2 separate regions of the Triticum aestivum genome follow, and region 2 is linked to region 1. Evidence: chromatin contacts called from public Hi-C data. All regions are on one chromosome and are shown on one strand. Each heading gives the region's core, a stretch centred on a gene start, on an enhancer-like site or on the middle of the called end of the contact. The rest is flanking DNA. Distances are from core to core; before and after follow the strand shown.

Region 1 (2,690 bases), core at 93-2,592:
AGTTTGACAAAAAATCGTCGGCTTTTAAAAAAAAGTTTATCAAGTTTGGAAAACAGTTCACAAAATTGAAAAAATTCATCAATTTTGAAAAAAAATCAATTCTATGATAAGTTCATAAATTTGAAAAAAGTTCATTGATTTAAAAAAACACAAAAGTAAGAAAAGAAAAGAAATAAAAAATAAAATAAAATAAAAAATAAAAAAGAAATGAACAAAAGCAGGAAAAAAGAGTAAGAAAAATGCATCGGCCTAGGTGGTTAGTGTAGATTATCGCGAATAAAGAGATCACTGGTTCGAATCTCTCTCGCGCCACGTTTTTCGTAGTTTCACAGGGGAAAAAATAAGCCCAGTGGGCCGGCCCAGCGCGGGGACAGTGGTGTGCGCTCGATTGTAGGAACACTAGTAGCAGGCGCATAAGGGGCGTTTAGGAAATGCCCCTTAATTTTCTGGTGCGTATACAATGGCTGAAGGGTGGGTCTCTGCCACATGTGCGTATACAATGGCCGTTCACCGTTGAAGGAACGGCGCAACAAGTAACAATGGATGATACATGTGGAGATCCACCTATGAGACACAAGAGATTGGGCAGGCATAAACTTGGAAGAGATGCTTACTTCATATAATTTCACATATATTATAATGTTTGAAATTTCAGGTGAAGCTGCTAGGAATTAGTCGGCTAGCAGTTAGATGTTATCAGCCAACTGATTGCTGTGAGCTATCCGTCGCCTCGACAGCGGTTACACGTGTGACATCACATCTTTTAGCCATAGTCACAAAGATCTCGCACCCACACAATAGGGCGCCAAGGATCTTAGTTTTGGGGGTGCCACAATTTACATATACAATATAACTTATTTTTATTGAGAGAAAACAACACTAGATAGATCATAACACATCATCATTACATAAAGTACCCCGAATATAGTAAGCATCCGGCGCTACACCTCTAAACACAGAAACAACTAAACGGCAGATAAAATATTTGCCGAGAGATTGCGTTGGCGCCAGCGGCCTGGACTCCATCCTTCTTGAGCTGTAGCCTTGTGTAATATAGGGTGACCATTAGGGTGCTTCTGTGCACGCCATTCGAGTGTGTACGCGCCATTTGGGTGGACATTTGTACTTGTACTCCCCCCTTCTATGAATGCAATGATGCACAAATCTTTTGCGCGTTTGTGAAAAAAAAATCCAGTTTTTGTTTTCTACTGTACTCCATAGGATAATAGTTGGCATATGTGGCGAATGTATGGCGTCCATAGGATCAAGATCGTGTAGCAGTTAGGGTGTGTTCGCTGTCGGTTTCTCCCTGGCGAACGTTTTCCCCAGGATAAACCGCGTGCGGCACCTGACTACCTGAGGCCGCTGCGGCGTTTCCCCGTGGAGCCGCGTGGGTGGCGTGTCGGCCCGGCCAGCGCCACAAGTCTGTAAAGTCTCCGCGCGAAGTAATCACATCATCCTCTCCCTCCGTCCTTCCTCCCCCGACCTGAATTCCCCGGACCAGAGCAAGAGAGAGAGTTTTCCCCCGATCCGATCCGAGATCCGCATCACCGATGGCGTCCCGGAGCTGCACCTTCCTCGAGATCCTGCTCGCCATCATCCTGCCGCCGCTCGGCGTCTTCCTCCACTACGGCTGCTGCAGCGTAAGCAATTCACCCCCCCCCCCCCCCCCCCCTCCTCGGCTGGCTGGATCCACGCGACCCGGTAGGTTCCCGAACGCGAACCATGCGGTCGGGCGGGCTTGCGCGCTGGCAGCCGCCGGCCGAGTGGCAGGCGAGGCGACCGGTGGTTCGAGAGAGATATTCGGGCGGCGGTTCCCCCTTGGCTACAGTCGCGAGGTCCGGAGTCTCCCCTGATCTCGCGCGATGTCCTGTCGGTGACGCGTAGTATAGCATTGCTCTAGCTTGGGCTTGCGGTTTCCTCAGTCTTTAGACCTGCAAATGACCTGTAGGTGACGCCTAGTATTGCAGGCAACATACTACTGTATGGTTCAGTAGTTTGCTATTGCTCTAGCTATGGAATTATGCAGGCCCTGCTGGTTGCTGCCATGCCAATGAAAGCAGATTGAAGCCTTTTTACACGTTTGTTGAGTATCAAGAAGACAATCAGACCATCCGTGGGGTTCGTCGTCGTCTAAGTGGGATGATAACATGTATGGTGCAATGTCGATAATGTCTGAATTTTGTTTAGAGAAAAGGCCTCTCCTCTCAGCCCCGCATTATATAGAAAGCAAAACCACGCCATCTGCTGGGGGCCTGGGATTACCCTCTCTCGGTTCTTACTACCACTGTATTGCGCTTCAAGTGGTTATATTCGACCAATTGTTTATTGGGTGCTTTAGCAAAAGTTTTGTTCATTTATACTACGTAGAAGTTTATGTGCATAGCCGGTGTGGTAAATCTGTCTAAGTACCACAATCTGTTCCTCGTCGGCAGAGCAAGTTGCTCCGATGATTCACTGGATTAATTTTGGATCCTGAATGGATAGGTGATGCGCAAGCGCCTTCTGTGTGGCACAGAAGGAGCAGTTCAATGCTATTGTTTTTTCTCAATCCTGATAGCAACTAACAGTATTGGTCTTCCTTTCTGTCTTGAACAGATGGAGTTCTGCATCTGCCTGTTGCTCACCATCCTGGGCTACATCCCCGGCATCATCTACGCGGTCTACGTGCTCGTTGCGCTCGGCTCAGA
Region 2 (2,690 bases), core at 52-2,551, 150 kb after region 1:
CGCGCCGCCGTCTCCAGTTGCTCGCCACGCCCCACGCCGCCGTCTCCAGTGTCCCTCGCCGCGCCCCGCGCTGCCGTCTCCCGCCCCGACCTGAGGCCGGCCAACGCCATGCCGGATTTTGAGGCGTCGGCGCCGGAGCGTGGTGCGGCGAGTACTTCTCCCGCGCGGACGCCGGCTCAGCCGTGTCGTGGAGCCCCGAGGAGGACGAGCTGCTGCGCGGCGGCGAACCTGGAGGTGAGCGACCTCTTGGCGCCGGAGTCCGGGGTGTACTGGCGGAGCGTGCCACGCCCTGCACGAGGCTCATCGCCCTGGGATTGGGCGGCCGCGTGGAGTCCAGGGCAGCGGCGAGCCAATCGGTGGCGATCCAGGCGTAGCCAGACGCCATCATGCCGAGGGAGCGCGCGGCGGCGAAGACGGCGTCCGGAGGGAAGGGCGCCTTGAAGGAGACCTTGGCGCGCTGGGCCTCGAGCGCGTCGACGCCGCGGCGGTCGTAGGCGTTGTCGACGTAGATGACGGTGACCTCCCTCCAGCCATAGTAAGTGACGATGTCGGCGACGGCGGTCATCTGGGAGGAGTCACCTGCGCTGGTGCAACCAGCTCAGCCCCGGGGTGCACCGTCGCGCCTTCGCGCCCGACGAGGACCGCCTCATCTTCGAGTTCCACAGCAAGCACGACAACAAGTGGGCCGGAGGCGAGGCAGCCAGCGGGCGCCCCCGCCGTCTTCTCCATGGTCACCCCACGAGTCACGCCCGCGTCCACGCTCGCCGGGGTCCTCACCGGGCACACGGGGCACGAGGACGGAGCGGCGGCGGTCGAGCTCGGTGGGCGCATGCGCAGTGCGTTCGTCGGTTGGGGGGGGGGGGGGGGCGGCGGCTGGAAAATTTGTCGTTCCTAGAACAAAAAATCCGCCGGTGCCTTCCCAGGAGGCCGAAAAAACGCCTCCTGCGCACAACGGCTGGAGATGCTCTAAACACTCCCTCCATTTCTAAATATGAGCCTTTCTAGAAATTTTAACATGGACTACATACGGATGTCCGTCTACACCTTTGCACATGCCCTTAAACAAAATTTTCCGATTTTATGGTGCTACGGACAGTCTAACAGACAGCTTAATGTATGGGGTGTCTTTTGTGTTGTCTATAACAGGATGTGGAGGGACGTTACAGACGACATGAGTCTAAACTAATGTACATGCCCTGCCCACGCTCATTTTCGGCGCAAAACCCGGCCCCACCCGCCAGCGTATTTGGCTGTTGCCCGTGTAGGCACCCCGTGTGTCCCGAGCTTTGTGCAGACACTCCCACGAACGAACAGGCAGGGCAGCCGTCGTCCGGTCCGCGCGGTCCAACCCCTCCTCTCCCGGAAAGAAAAAAAAAAGAGAGGAAGCAACTGCAAAGGCAACAGCCTTTCTCCGCCGAATCGCCGGACCCACGCGCGCGAGCTCGCCCTGGTATGGTGGCTATCCGCGGCCGGCAGCAGCACCAGCACCTTCGCCGCTCCCCCCTCCCCTGACCGGCCTTGGCTCGGCCAGGCGCGAGATTCGGAGGAGGAGCGGCGGCGGCCGCCATGTTTGGGTCCAGGGCCCAGGATGGGGTGGAGATGCAGCAGCGGCGGACGACCAACAGGTGCGTGCCCGCGATCTCTCGGCGCTCGTGGGGCGGGTGGATTCAGCGGCACGGGTCCTCCCCGGGACGCCGCCCGTGATGGGGAGGGACTGCCCTGCTGGGACAGTCGGGGACGCCGCGTGCTTGGATTAGGTGTTGACTTCGGGGGAGGGGAGGATTTTGGCCATGGTTTGAGTTGGAGCTGGCAGGATTTAGCTTGGGCGTATGCTTCGTTGCTGCCTCAGGGGATCGAACCAGCCGAGCCGAATTCTAGTTTCGGCTGCTTCGGCTTGACAAGGCGTACAGTATGCTGGGGAGTGGGGATAGTTTTGGAATTGGGAATAGAAACTCGAGAGCTCATTTTGATTCCTTGTGCTCAAGCATATGTATGTTTATTTACTGATTTCTGTGCATCGAGAAAGGACCAAAAATGAAATAGGATATATTTTTGACTCAGCTTAGTTCATTTATCTACTGGTTTCCGTGCATCCAGGAATTAAGGACCAAAATGAAACATTATGTCACTGCGATGCTACGTAGTTACCAGGAGAGTGCAGATGAGAACAACTCCTATTGTCATCTGTTCCTGTGGGGAGCTCTCAGTACCCACTAAGATAGGCGCCGAACCTGATTTGTAGACCATTTCGACGTTGTGCAGTTTTTAGTACTTCTCTAAGTTGATCTTCTACTCTGTCTTCAGGATCTTTCCCGATGAGAGGCAAGATCAATCCAAGATGCCGTTTCAAGCCGGACGGGTCGACAGGTTCGCTGCCAACAGGATAGACCCAAAGACCCTCGAGAAGCTCAAATTGATGAACGAGGGCAACGTGCCGTGGCACAGTCGCATCCTGGACCCCAGAAGCAGCGTGCTGCTGACATGGAACAGGGTGTACCTGGTGGCCTGTCTCTTCGCCCTCTTCATCGACCCTTTCTTCTACTACCTGCCATTTGTCAGAGTCATGGACAAAACCAATAATTTCTCATGTGTTGCTGAGGACCAAAGATTGCGAAATACTATGACCGTTCTGCGGACACTCGCTGACTTGTTTTATGTGCTCAACATTGCGATCAAGTTCCATACCGCAT

The links. Hi-C and Micro-C count contacts between places; a contact is called where the count stands out from the background.
Region 2: a Hi-C map of leaf shows a contact between it and region 1, with 5 times the contacts expected there. The contact joins the promoter of LOC123122604 here to the promoter of LOC123122602 in region 1. A contact is called at or near these places in 2 of 5 Hi-C or Micro-C datasets (both in leaf) and 1 of 1 datasets of contacts at active chromatin or transcription factors (leaf).

Annotation. Positions count from the first base shown.
Region 1 is chr5D:447,481,074-447,483,763 of IWGSC CS RefSeq v2.1, forward strand. It overlaps LOC123122602 (hydrophobic protein OSR8), which reads left to right and starts at 1,343. Exons shown (of 2, transcript XM_044542825.1): 1 at 1,343-1,643; 2 at 2,599-2,690. The coding sequence starts at 1,554.
Region 2 is chr5D:447,631,089-447,633,778 of IWGSC CS RefSeq v2.1, forward strand. It overlaps LOC123122604 (cyclic nucleotide-gated ion channel 17), which reads left to right and starts at 1,302. Exons shown (of 7, transcript XM_044542827.1): 1 at 1,302-1,625; 2 at 2,305-2,690. The coding sequence starts at 1,567.